Regions from separate parts of the Mus musculus genome. Here regions 2, 3, 4 and 5 are each linked to region 1. A link is a contact called in public HiCAR-type and promoter capture Hi-C data. All regions are on one chromosome and are shown on one strand. Each heading gives the region's core, a stretch centred on a gene start, on an enhancer-like site or on the middle of the called end of the contact. The rest is flanking DNA. Distances are from core to core; before and after follow the strand shown. Region 1 holds the start of Gca (grancalcin). Region 2 holds the start of Slc38a11 (solute carrier family 38, member 11). Region 3 holds the start of Cobll1 (Cobl-like 1). Region 4 overlaps Cobll1 (Cobl-like 1). Region 5 holds the start of Grb14 (growth factor receptor bound protein 14).

Evidence for each region. Promoter capture Hi-C pulls out the DNA fragments that hold promoters and counts their contacts. HiCAR-type assays count read pairs that join an accessible place to other places.
Region 2: a HiCAR-type map of astrocytes shows a contact between it and region 1, with 6 times the contacts expected there. The contact joins the promoter of Slc38a11 here to the promoter of Gca in region 1. A contact is called at or near these places in 3 of 39 promoter capture datasets (hippocampal neurons and liver) and 1 of 115 datasets of contacts at active chromatin or transcription factors (astrocytes).
Region 3: a promoter capture Hi-C map of stem cell-derived epiblast-like cells shows a contact between it and region 1, with 6 times the contacts expected there. The contact joins the promoter of Cobll1 here to the promoter of Gca in region 1. A contact is called at or near these places in 4 of 39 promoter capture datasets (hippocampal neurons, liver, pre-B cells and 1 more) and 1 of 115 datasets of contacts at active chromatin or transcription factors (astrocytes).
Region 4: a promoter capture Hi-C map of liver shows a contact between it and region 1, with 3 times the contacts expected there. The contact joins the enhancer-like site here to the promoter of Gca in region 1. A contact is called at or near these places in 2 of 39 promoter capture datasets (hippocampal neurons and liver).
Region 5: a promoter capture Hi-C map of hippocampal neurons shows a contact between it and region 1, with 6 times the contacts expected there. The contact joins the promoter of Grb14 here to the promoter of Gca in region 1. A contact is called at or near these places in 2 of 39 promoter capture datasets (cranial neural crest and hippocampal neurons) and 1 of 115 datasets of contacts at active chromatin or transcription factors (embryonic forebrain).

Annotation. Positions count from the first base shown.
Region 1 is chr2:62,663,064-62,665,593 of GRCm38.p6, forward strand. It overlaps Gca (grancalcin), which reads left to right and starts at 1,264. Exons shown (of 8, transcript NM_145523.3): 1 at 1,264-1,396. The coding sequence starts at 1,370.
Region 2 is chr2:65,362,753-65,365,282 of GRCm38.p6, forward strand. It overlaps Slc38a11 (solute carrier family 38, member 11), which reads right to left and starts at 1,274. Exons shown (of 12, transcript NM_177074.2): 1 at 1,129-1,274; 2 at 595-715. The coding sequence starts at 1,167. Mir6337 (microRNA 6337) reads right to left here and starts at 1,648; the gene lies at 1,544-1,648.
Region 3 is chr2:65,237,523-65,240,052 of GRCm38.p6, forward strand. Cobll1 (Cobl-like 1) reads right to left here and starts at 1,269. Exons shown (of 14, transcript NM_177025.6): 1 at 841-1,269. The coding sequence starts at 917. It overlaps Gm13594 (a long non-coding RNA gene), which reads left to right. Exons shown (of 2, transcript XR_001783320.2): 1 at 1-560; 2 at 1,984-2,530.
Region 4 is chr2:65,219,509-65,222,038 of GRCm38.p6, forward strand. All of the region lies in intron 1 of Cobll1 (Cobl-like 1), which reads right to left. Among named protein-coding and RNA genes, the nearest start is that of Gm13594, 13 kb to the right of the region's middle. Within about 2 kb of position 1,268, at least 32 of the 459 cell types and tissues checked have an H3K27ac peak or open chromatin away from gene starts, as enhancers often do. A contact at or near this core is called in liver, where this site is marked.
Region 5 is chr2:65,021,505-65,024,034 of GRCm38.p6, forward strand. Grb14 (growth factor receptor bound protein 14) reads right to left here and starts at 1,262. Exons shown (of 14, transcript NM_016719.1): 1 at 956-1,262. The coding sequence starts at 1,140.

The DNA.
Region 1 (2,530 bases), core at 14-2,513:
GTGTCGCAATTACAGACAACACTTCCTAAGCACTTTGCATATGCAGTTTGTCAATTAGAATACAGCTTTGCATGGATTTCTTCTGCTAAGAGAATCACCTGCTACCTACTGAGTCACACTCTCATTTATTTTATCAAGCAGGTTTTTATTCTACTTCTCTTTGAATAGATCCCAATATTAGCTAAAGAAATAGCTACTGCTGCAGAAACTGCCACTTTCTCAATAGTAGGGTGGATACTAGCAACTTGCATCTTTCTGCCTCTTCTGATAAAATTGTTTCACAAGGTTCAACACGTTCTTCCGGCTGTAGTACAGCAGAGCGATTGTTAAATTACTCAGGGCTGCAAGGCTGATTTCCTCTGTCAATACTTAACAGTTGTTGATGGGCTTAGTTTTTAATATTAGCTCTTTTCTTTTTCATAAAGAAATCAAAATGGTATCCCTTTTGTTTATAAGTTAATTCCAAAGCTTCCCTCTTCTTCTGAATTCTAGACTTGGAGAAACAAAATTCAGGAATTTCAGAGAAAAGCAGGCTTGTCCTTCCTTTTTGCAAAATGATAAAAACCAAGATGTTCTCTTGATGTTTATAATCAGATATAATCATGTATTAATAGTTTTCTCAAAAGTTGAATCACTGGTAAAGTTACTAAATACTATGGAGGACACCATGTAAGCAATGTAAACAATATTCTAAAAAGCAGATGTATTTTTTGTTCAGTATTTGGGACATACAGATTTTAAAAATCTCTTCAAAAATCAAATTCAATAGATATCCTGTATTTTTATTTGCTATTTTTGGCAACTGTGGCCACCATTTATCTATAAAACTACAAATAGCCTTTCTCACATTAGGTATCAAGTGTGGCAGGCAATAGCTATGGTGGTCATGGTTTTGAAACTCTGATCCTGCATCCACACGACACAGAACCGTGAGTAACTACAAAGTTACAATTATCTGGTCCAAAGGAAATACGGATAGGCTACAAGAAGTCATCACCTGGTGGGTTTGGGGTTTCTACTGAGAAAAGTAACTCTAGGAGTTGATGGCCTGGAGAAGCTCTCCTTGGAGGGTGGGGAAATAACTGTGGAGGAGGCTTCTGGTAAGAACTCGAAAGAACCAGTAAGAGAGATGGACTGGAATCCAGGAGACAGGCTGCAGCCAATCACAGGTGAGATGGGCGGGGCTTGCTCTGGCAGGGGTGGGCCTGTGGTCGGGGGCGGGACTCCAGGCAGAGCCGGCTCACCGGAGCGGAGGTGCGCGGCACTGCGCTCGGACCTTCCGCACCTGTCGCACGCACTTGCGCTTTCCCCGCTCTAAGCCGCGCTGACGCTGACTTACTGGTGACGCGTTACTTTCGATCGCCTGGTCATGGCCTACCCGGGATACGGAGGGGCGGTAAGTCCTCGCGAGCTGTGGCGACCCCGCGGGCCGCATCACCATGCGGAGTTCACCCTGTGGCCCTGGCAGTGACCTCTGGTACCAGGCGACGCCGGGACACCGTAAGGTGCTAGAAGCTAGGGCTGGGCGGGGCCCTGCGCCCAGGGGAGAACCGCGAGCTGGAGTCTGGTCCAGAGCCTCAAGAAACGTCCTTGTCCAGGCGGTGGTGTGAAGTGTTTGTGCTTTCTAGATTTTGTTTATAGAGTGGAGGAGCAAAAGACCATGTCTTGTTCCATTTACCTTTTGTGATTTATCCCCAACTTAAGTAGTTTTTCTAGTTATCTTTTTACCACCATATCTTGTCTTTTAAGTTGCTTATGAAAAAAAAAATTGAGATGTACGTTCAGTGCCTCCTAAACTTTTCTTTTTCTATAGTACCAAGCGCGACCGGATTTTCTAGACTTTGCTTTTGGAGGGGTTCGGCTGTTCCCTCTTCTGTAACCTTAATCCTCAGTACCTCTGAGAGTTTCAAGTCATTATTGCAACCTGTGGGTAGACCCTTCCTCTTTCGAAAGAAGCTAAACTTTCACTCCCCTCATCAATGTTCTGCCCAGTGAGGCCGGCTATGTAGTGTGGCTGGGCAGTGGTCACTGCAGTGCTGGCAGAAGAGAGCAGATTTCCTAGGCCTGTTGCTATTTGTTGTTCCCTAAAAAGAGACATTAGTGTTTTGTTACAGATAGGTGTAGACATTGACATGTGATTATGGGCTTCAAAAAATAATCCCTACCCTTGGGAGTAAGTGATTAGCTTAAAAAGTAATTTTTCAGTTCTAGGCCTTCAGCTTCAATACACACTTTACTGAAACTGGTTTGCTTGTAGTTACTTGCTTGAATTCCAGCTAGCATTGTGCACTTTCAAATATATACTCCTCATTAGTCATTTAAATGGACTGAGAACGTCCTTAAGGTAATGTTATCAGTCCACCTTTTAATACTTGTTATATTTAGTTGTTATATTAAAAAAAAATAGAAAGTAGTTTTTGCTAGGAGATACACCTTTGTCTAATAAAGTATATATTTCACGGGATGCATTTCCAATAAATTTTCATTTGTTTAATGATTATTTATCAGAGATAGCTGAGGATGTAGCTTA
Region 2 (2,530 bases), core at 24-2,523, 2.7 Mb after region 1:
TTTATAGAAGCTTTCCCTTGCTTCTAATTTGTTGGGATAACAGGGGCTATTCTTACCAATTGTAAGCACTGCTGTAAATGAATTCTATTAATAACTAGATGTAAACAGTATTTCATAAGCTCATATTTTAAATTTAAGATCATATAGGTGCACAAGGAGATATTATCTAGTTTAATTTTCATAGGATTCTTAAAAGTCTCCCATTAAGCTTTTGTACACATAATATACGCAGGAATCTGCAAGTTTCACACTGACACTAAGATGGTTTTTGTAATACAGTCTGCTTCAGAAAGAAGAAACAAATGCATTAGTTGACATGATCCACTGACCAGTTAATCTATGAAAAGCCCATTTTCCCCGGCCCCTGTGTAGCCTCTCCCCAACTGGAGGATGCTATTGTCTGATGTGGGGGGGGGGAAACAGTGCAATTTCCGCATAAAGAGGACAGATCATTACTATGATGGAAAAAAATATAAAAGCTTTTGTGGAAGAAAACCCCATTGAAGTTTTACTGAATGCTAGCATCATAATAACACTTTGAAAAGCTTGTCTTTATACTTCATAAACAGAACCAAGCAGACACGGGTGGCTTACCTATTATCCCAGATCCTATAACAGAATTGACTACATTGAAAACAGCGGCAGACTGACTAGATTTCCCTCCGTGTTCATGTCCGGAGATCAGGCTTTCTCTGTCACTCGAGTCTGTCTCTCTCTATTTTAATAGATAAAATAACGATTTTACTAGTTCGAAAAAAAAGTCAGATAAATAAGCAACGCAGGATTCAAACATAGTAATGACATCAAGTTATGCCTATAGTGTTAATAATACATCAATAAGGAGGGAAAACAAGAATGGCCAGCAATCCAAAAGAACTTAAAGTCTATCCTTAAGTCTTCACAAGTCTCCATGTTGAGGCTGCCCAACTGCTTTGACCCAACTCCAGAGTCTGTTAGGAGTCAACCACACGGTTTTATGAAATTAAAGAGGTTATTGGTGTTATTGAAAAGTGTTTGCCAAATCGGTGTAGGTCAGATTAAGTCAGATCTATCCCTTTTTGCCAAACCAAGACCCCAGCATTAAACTTAAGGAGGATGTTGAGCTCTTGCCCTTGTTGCCAGTTTTACCTGCAGAGGACCGCTCAGCTGTGGCTGCTGATAGCTCATGTCTGCATCTGCGCAAGGGCAGGTTCTGAGGCTGGGAAGCAGGCTCCCACCAGGCCAAACTCCCCTGCAGGTTTTGCCCGCTTAAGTTCGCCAGCGAGATGGAAGGAGCCGGTGCAGCGGGTCCCTGGGTACGCTGGGCACTAGGCTGCAGCTCAGAGGTCTCCGCCTTCACGGGGCGGGGCGGGTGCACCCTGCTCGCTGCTGCGGGTGAGGATGCTGGACATTTCTAACCCTGTAGCTCAGACTCCCCTCACTCAGGGCGCACCGCACTGATCTCTCTATCTAAAACTGCAAAGGTACAACCTGTTCCTCCCACAGCGTGCGTTTTCCCTTGCTTCTCTCTCTGTTCCTATGCCAGAGTCTGAAGCCAGCTAAGAACCTAGCAACCCAGCAGCCCTCATCTCCACAGAGTGACATTGTTTACAGGGTGTTCCTCCCCCTACACCTCTTCTTGGATAGAAAAGGACTGTGAAATGTTAGAACTTTTATATTAAGTAGAATTTGGAAGCCTCATAAAGAAATCATCAGAAAGCAAAATACTACTTGGGGGCTTTAGCCAGATTGTTTGCTGTGCATGCCTTAGTCAAAGAGGCCCTGGAAATTTCGGAGAAGGAAAAATTAAGAGAAAGGCGCGATAGATTGATACTGCGGATTCAGGTAATGATCCTTTAAAAAGGAAAAGGGACATGCAGGGGCCAACAAAGGGAGGGTCCCTAGAATACCTAGGCTAGGAAGAACCTTAAATGAAAATTTCTATTTGTCATTTTGTGTTAAACAGGATGAAACAGACCGGAAGATGGGCAGAGAACGTCCTCTGGGGCAAGAAAATAATAATCCATAGATGCTAACGAAACGGAGAGGTTCTTTATATTATTTATTTATTTATTTTATTTATTTATTTATTTATTTTTCGTGACTATTTAAATATGAAAAAAAAGTTTTAATATATAAAGAAAACAAACAAACTGGGTCGTGGGGAGGTGACTTCTCAGGCACCTTGGCATGAAAGCATGGAGACCAGAGTTTGGGTTCTCCAAACCCCTTGACTGCCAGGGCAAGCTGGACAGCTAAGGTTGCTGATGGGCAAACTTTGGGTTAAAGTGAGACATGCCTTCCCCAGTGAATGAAACAGGGATCCACCTCACTCCGGAGCCATCACTCATGCACAAATAGGCATCCACACACACCTACACAGCATGCAAAAGAAAGATAAAAGGTTAGAAAAAACTAGAGCTATTTAAAAATCCTCCACTACTCTGTACCATTAATTGAAGAAGTTTCAACATTTGCCCCTTGCTTTTCCGTTTGTAAAAATGAACACTCAGAGTTACAGTAGAAACACCACCAACTTCTCTTTCCTTGA
Region 3 (2,530 bases), core at 19-2,518, 2.6 Mb after region 1:
TGGGGGTGCTTTATGGCAAAGAGGCTACATGACAGCAGTGAGGCGGTCTCACCTAGGACAGGGTTGTGTAGCTTGACCATTTACTACGACAAAGGTTATTCTCAAGTTCTCCTTGGCCCTTGCAGGACTACCTGTTCCCACCACTGTTTACCCAAACGTTTAACAGAGTGATGTTTAGCATATTTGGCAGGAAGGCATGCTTCATTTAATATTAACTCACCATGTGACAGCCCCTTCCCTTCCAATCGCTCCTCAAACACGTGACGGTAAAAAAAAAAAAAAAAAAGTATAGGTGTTTGCCAATGCGACTGACTTCGCACTCGGCTTTGGCATCACCAATTGGCCAGAAGCACATACACACACACACCCCCAGTCAGAGGCGAGCACCCCGCCTGCTCCCGGAACTGTCAAGCCGGGCTGACAGCTGGCACACCTTGCTGCGCCCTCCGTGGACTTTCAGGAAGCCCCTTCCTTGCAGTCACCTTGACAGAAACCATCCTCCTGGGCTGGAGCGCTTGGCTGTGGAAACTTTTCCTTCCTTTCCCGGAGCGCGCTTACAGGTGTCGTCCCCCCCGCCGCTACAGAGCCCCAACAAGGGGCCCTTTGTTACCACTTTTGCTCCGGGACTCCTCACCCAACGCCTGCCATTCGCCTGGCCTTCCGTAACCCCGATCGGAAAGCTTGCCCAAAGTACCGAACCCCCCACCCCGACTCGTCCGGGAGGACGCAGTCTCCCGCCCGCGTGTGGGTCGGCCCGGGAGCCCGGCGGCCCCGCGGGGAGCTCGCCTCGGGCAGGTGAAGCGCGCGAGGCCTCGGCGGCCGGGAGGGAGGCTTACTTACCCTGCGGAGCCCGCGGGCTGCATGGCGGGGGTGCGGGGCGCGCTGCGGGGTAGGGGATCCGGGACGCTGCGGTCCATCGCGCTGCTGGCCGCGGCGCGGGCTCGGGCTCGGAGGCGGCGCGTCACTGCTAGGGTGGGAGAGGCCGGCGGGTCAGGGCGGGAGCGGCCGGGCCAAGAGCCCGCCTCGACCCACGGCAGCCAGGGGCGGCCCCGCCTCCCCGGGGCGCTTCCACCTGCCGGTCGGTCCCTGCCCGAGGGCGCCGCGACGACGGCTACAGGTCCCCGCCCCGGCCGCAGCCCGCAGCCAGTCCCGGGCGAAGGGGCGGCGCGCGGCAGCCCGGGCTGTGAAGGAGGAGGAGGAGCGGACCGGGCGCGGGACGGTCGCCACGCCCGCAGTGCTTGGGCTCCAGCGGCCCGCTGCGCACCAACTGAATCCCGTGCAAACTTTTCCGGAGGAGCTGCGAACCACAGCGCCCCCGCCTTCCCAAGCCACTGCCCGCTTTAGGGGACCCGGCCCGTCCAGGCTCCGCTCCTCCCCCGCACGGCTAGCTCGGACGCCCGGAGCGAGCGCGCGGCGGAAAGCGGCCGGCCCCCGGCCGCCGCGCCCGCGCCCCAACTCACCCTGCCCCATGGCCCTGCCGGGAGCCCCGAGCTCGCAGCCGCCTCGGCCACCTCGCTCTGCAGAAGTGAGGGTGACGAGGTCAGCATCGGAGCGAGCAGAGCAGCCAGCCGGAGAGGGGACGGGTAGGGCGAGCGGGCGGGGACGTGGAGCGAGGAGGAATTTCCTACCCCACCCCGCACCCCTCCGCGGAGCACGCGGCTTTTAGGTACCGCGGGGGAGGCCGGTGGAGAGGAAGCGTCTAGGCTGCTCGTTTTAGTCCCCACTGACACTGAGTAGCTTTGGGAAGCCTCGCGAACCCAAGAGGAAGAGTGGGCGGACAGGGAGGCTACCTGGCCAGCAAAACCCCAGGGAGGACCCAAGCTGTAGCGGAAGTGAGGAGAGCTCATGGACCGAGTCCTGCTGATTGACCACCTGCAGTCTGACCTTCGAAGTGCAGGATTTTCTTTTTAACCTTACTGACCCCTACGGTTGCTAGCCCTTAAAAGGCACCTCTGACATTGTGATCTTTTTAATCCCTGGCAGGTTTAAGCTCGTCCAGTCTTCCCAGACATGCCTCTCTTGATGTAAACAGCCAACAGCTGGGATTTGAGGACTGGACGTTCTCATGATGACAGTCTATAAGCTAAGAAAGAACAGCAGAGATTTAGTGGCCTCCTGGAAGTTTCACAGGAATAAAGGAATCTCAGACAGTGCTTGCTTGTTTGTAGTTTCGGTTCCTGCAAGAGTTCTTCTCAGAGGAGACGTGCCACCTGACAACCGGGTGCATATTGTCTCCTTACCCTTAGACCCTTGCCAACTGTTTTAAAGTAAATCATATTGATGAGTCCAAAAGCGAACATCAGGAAATAATGCTAAATTAAAAATATATAAATGGATACCTCAAGTGGCAAATCTGTAGGCATAAAAACATGATGTAGGATAACAAAGGACTTAACATTTTTGGTTCACATTAAAATTAAACTAGTATTTATAACCCGTGCTTAATTAAAGGTTCTTTGTTGCTCATTCATTACAACCACCACCAATAATTTCTGGAACCAAAAGTACTAACTACTACTCCACATAATTG
Region 4 (2,530 bases), core at 18-2,517, 2.6 Mb after region 1:
AGGTGTTCACATTCTACAAAGTACTGCTGAGAAGCCCAGAGCTAAGCTGTACTGATACAATGCACACATCTGAGCAGGGCTGGTGGCACAACTCTGAAATCCCTGTACGCAAAAGGCAAGTCCAAGGCCCGCCTGAACTGCACAGTGGGAGGGAACTGCTTTCAAAAATCTCTAAAGCTAGCAAACCATCACAGAAGAAGCGATACCCATGACCCGTGGCAATTGCATGCAGTCGGACCTCAGTTCAAGTTCACCCAATGGCTAACTGCCTCTTTTTCCCCAAAGAATCTGGCACCTCACCCCAATGACAATGACAACCCCAATGACAAACACTAAAGGCGCAATTGTCTAGTTTTCAGTTTCTAGCAGTGGAATTAAACCTGTGCGGTTGGTTCCTTCTCAGTACCAGACTTGGAAATTGGTCCTCTCCGGATGCTAAAGCTTACATACCTTTCAGTTAATGATTTCACTGGGAACAGTTCAAAGGCTCAAAAGGTGAAAGGTTAAACCTAACACCAAACCACATAAGGCTACTCCCAGAACTTGCTAGGCAGACATTTCAAAAAGAATGTTAACTAACAACTTAGAGCATAAACTTAGAGAAAACATGAATGCAATACATGTAGTCGGAAAATACAATGCTCACTAAACAATCTAGAAGCATGCATTCTACCTACAATGTTACGTGCGCTACTTTGGAAACATTGTGGACTTTAAGGTTTACACCAGTGCTCTGATAAATGAATTTGTAAAATGTTGCTGACTGGACGTCCACCAGGGTCCTACTCAATGCACATTGCGGTATCCCCAGGACCCAGTAAGAGAAGAAAACTGCTTAACCCAACTTTCTCCAGAGTACTGGACCACTGGGGTTTTGTTGCATAAAATATGAAAATTTGTAAGATCATAATGCATCAGGGAGATGTTAAAATGCCAATTATTTGCATTATTATCTCCACAGGGCAAAACTGTTTTTTAAAGTCATGAATTCTTTCAATATTCTGTATTAAGCGTGTTAATTTTACAGTGAAAAATTATTTAAGAAAAATAAACATTTTAGAAAGTGTTTTGCCCCATTTTAAGGTTGCTTCTGCTACACTCTGGCCTTGCTGAACATAGAGCAATTCTTAAGACACAGATAGATTCCTAGAACATTGAGGCTTGGCTTTCAGACCTGCCACTGCCTGGTCTTGTGACTCTGCACAGTAAAAGCTCAAGATAACTCTGGAACAAGCAGTGGATGTCAGCTGGATGCTGCTGCTGAGCCCAGAAGAGTACGTCACAGTGCTCACATGCCAACAGGCATTGGCCACTCCTGTGACCAGATCCAGGCAAGTCAACACCACTGTCTTTTTTGTTGTTTTGGTGGTGGTGGTGGTGGTGGCTTGGCTTGGTTTTGGGCTTGGGACAGGCTCTCACTAGGTAGCCCTAGTTGACCCAAAACTCATTATATAATAATAACTCAAAGAGATCTATCTGCCTCTGTCTTCCAAGTGTTGGAATTAAAAGTATGTGTGAGACCATGCCCAGTATAACCAGAGTTATATTTGTACCTTTTAAATGTAGAAGTCTAACTCCAAAAATAATCATTTGGGGAAATTATATTACTTAAATTTTTTTAAAAAAAATATTGGTTTGACTCTGCAGCTGTCAAAGTCTCTGCCATTTGGCAAATTACCTTGTAAAACACACTGATTATTGTCAGCTTATAAGAAGCATCCTATTTCTTTGAAATCTCTTAAGTGCTAAGCTTATGCCTAGGTGTAACCAGAACAGACCAATACCATCTACTATGGAAAAGCAGATATGGGGTCAAGAAATTTTGAAGGAGACTATATATGTGTGTGTGTGTGTGTGTGTGTGTGTGTGTGTGTGTGTGTATGTATGTGTGTGTGTGTGTATATATATATGTGTGTGTGTGTGTGTGTGTGTATGTGTGTATGTATGTATGTGTGTGTGTGTGTGTGTGTATATATATATATATATATATATATATACACATATATATATATGGTATATGGGAGCTTCTTTCAACTTAAAACTGTCTAGGACTACATACAACTCAGTGGTAGGCAGTTGTTACCTAGCATGCACAAGGTCCTGGGTTCAATTTCTGGCACATATTTTTGTTAAAACAAACATAAAACCACCTTTAAAATCCAAGTTAATATAAGAATGCACTGCCATTACCTTCACTATAAGTCTACACAACCAAGAGTCACCTGGAAAGGTGAAATCTCCCTGAATTTGCCTCAGTCAGCCTGGTCTGTGGACATGTCTGTGGGGCACTGTCTCTGATGATGTCAGAAGGTCCAGCCCACCATGACAGCACCATCTGTAGAGCAAAGCTAGCAGAAGGTAGACCTGGAAGGGAGCCAGTAAGCAGCATTCCTCCACTGACTTCAGTCCCTTCTAGAGCTCCTGCCTTGACTTCCTCAAGGACGGACTGTGACCTGGAAGTATAAGCCAAATACCATTTCCTCTCTAAGATGCTTTGGGTCCGAGTGTTTTATCACAGCCAACAGGAAGA
Region 5 (2,530 bases), core at 12-2,511, 2.4 Mb after region 1:
ACTTAGGGCTTTCCTGAACACCAACACAGGCTACATCATGATTTATGCAAACATTACCCAGGGGAGTGTGCCATTTCCTGGCTCCTATTAAATTGACAAAATCTGTAAGTTACATCCAGTAAACTCATCCCCAGGATTTTTTTTTTACTCATCACTGCTGGAAGTTATGATTTATTAAATATAGATGTGGTTCATCTCACTTCGAATTTCATTCACAATGTTGCCCACACACAGTCTGCTAATTTTTCAAGTGCTTATAGATACAGAACACCAAGGCAGTCCTTCTGGGAAGGTAAGTCAATAGAATGTGTTAGCAGGAATGTAACGCTAGGCCACTGGGGAGTTATTTTAACTTGACTGAAGTCAGAGCGCTTTGCAAATCCTGACAAAGAAGCAGGAGTGGTATTTAGATGTGCGACTGCAAAAAGCCACGGATTCTTAAGCTCTTCTCGCCTTTTTCTTTCCTAAGTATGACAACTCCAAAGGCACTTAATGCTCATTGCTGTGGAGATGAGAAACCTTGGAAAGCCGCTGCCCTTTCCTGTGGAACATAAAGACGGCTCAAATGTCAACCCCTGCTCTGCCTCTCCCGGGTCCTTGGAAGACTCTATCTACGTGGGAGGTGAACACATTCAAGCTTGGATTTTTGAAGCCTATAGTGTAATAGGAAAAGGGCCACCCAGCAGCTGAATGTGGTCAGTCTGGAGTGAAGCCTTCTGGTTCACCCCAAAGGGCAAAGGTGAGACAGACCGCTCTCCACCACCCCGTGATGCTATTTATAACAGGGCACCTGGAGATCGTGGTGCCCTCCTGACCCCGCGGGATCTGGCTCCAAGGGAATTGTCTTCAGACACTTTCCAAACTTGGTCCGGCTCTGGGCACACACTCACCCCTGGGCCGCCTCCATACCCCAAGAGCGGATTGCTGACCCGGACACCACCACGAAGCTGCCTACCTGTCTATGGCACCGCGGAGGGTCGCATCGGAGGCGGGGGACAGCGCGTGCAGTCCGGGGACCTGCGCCGGGTCCTGGGCGTCTCCCTTGCCCTGGGCAACGCGGCACACCTGCACTGCCAGCGGCGAATCCTGGGCGCCTGCCCGGCCCGCGGCGCTCTGCCCGTCTTGCAGGGACGTGGTCATGGTCGTAGGCCAGGGGTCTAGGGAGTCATCGACCGCGAGGCGAAAGCTACGAAGGGCTGGGGGCGAGCAGAGCCGAGCGGTTGCAGGCAGCGAGCGCCTTGCAGGTGCGGTGGCAGGGCCGCCTGCGCTCACGGCCAGGGCGGCTGGGACGCGGTGGGGCGGGGAGCGGGGGAGGGGCGGGGGCGGAGGAGGAGGGTGGGGACGTAGAGGGTGGGGACCGGGAAGAGCGGTGCTGGGGGGCGGGGAGGATGGAGCGCCAGCCTGGCGGGCCCTGCGCGTAGCCCGGGCACTCGGGGGCGCTGGTGTCACTCTCCTGAAGCGTGGGGACCTCGACCTCAGGCTCCCTAAGTCCCACCGCCGCTTTCCCAAGTGGGTGACCCAGCACAAGGCTGAAAGTCCCGCGGGCCGAGTGCCACTCTGGGCTAGGAGGACCGACCTCCAATCTGCCTGGGTCCAGGCAGAACTGGTCCTTAGACCCTTCCGTGCCAGTAGGGCCACGGGAGATCACCTAAGCTGTGGCTTGATCATCAAGACAGACCCACAGTACTGGCAAACCAGGAGGAAATCTTAGGGCAATGTATTCTCCAGTCCCGCCCCCCACCCCGCGCTCCCTCCCCCACCACCCCTTTCCTTTTCCTCCGTGGCAAGAGATGGAGTAAAGTGAGGAAAAATCAGGGTTGCTGTCTTAGAAAAACTCCTTTGAACTGGTGAGAATTCTCAGTAAAACCTGAATGAATCTCAAGGTGCCTGGGATTATTAATAGAGTTTTTTCCTTGTGTTCGTTCTTTCTTTCTTTCTTTCTTTCTTTCTTTCTTTCTTTCTTTCTTTCTTTCTTTCCTTCTTTCCTTCTTTCCTTCTTTCCTTCTTTCCTTCTTTCCTTCTTTCCTTCTTTCCTTCTTTCTTTCTTTTCTTTTCTTTTTATTTATTTTTTATATTTTTACTTAGTTATTAATTAATTTTTTTTTTTTTTTGGTTTTTGGAGACCAGGGTTTCTCTGTGTAGCCCTGTCTGGCCTGGAACTCACCCTGTAGACCAGGATGGCCTCGAACTCAGAAATCTGCCTGCCTCTGCCTCTGCCTCCCAAGTGCTGGGATTAAAGGCCTGTGCCACCACTGCCCAGTTCTTTTCTTTTTTTAATGAGAGCATCTTTCTCATATTTTCCACATTCTGCCTTGCTCTCCTAACTATTCCATGAATCTACTACTTGCCTCATTTTATACATAAGAATATTAGGGTCCCCAAGCAACCCAGGGCAAGGCCCTGCTTAGCTCTTAGTTAACAGATGCACTCAGGATTCATCCCATAAGCTTCCATGTCAACCTAGGCAATGAAACAGTAGAGGCATTGTGTTCTTCCAGGATGCAGCAACCATACCCTGAAATCCGGACTT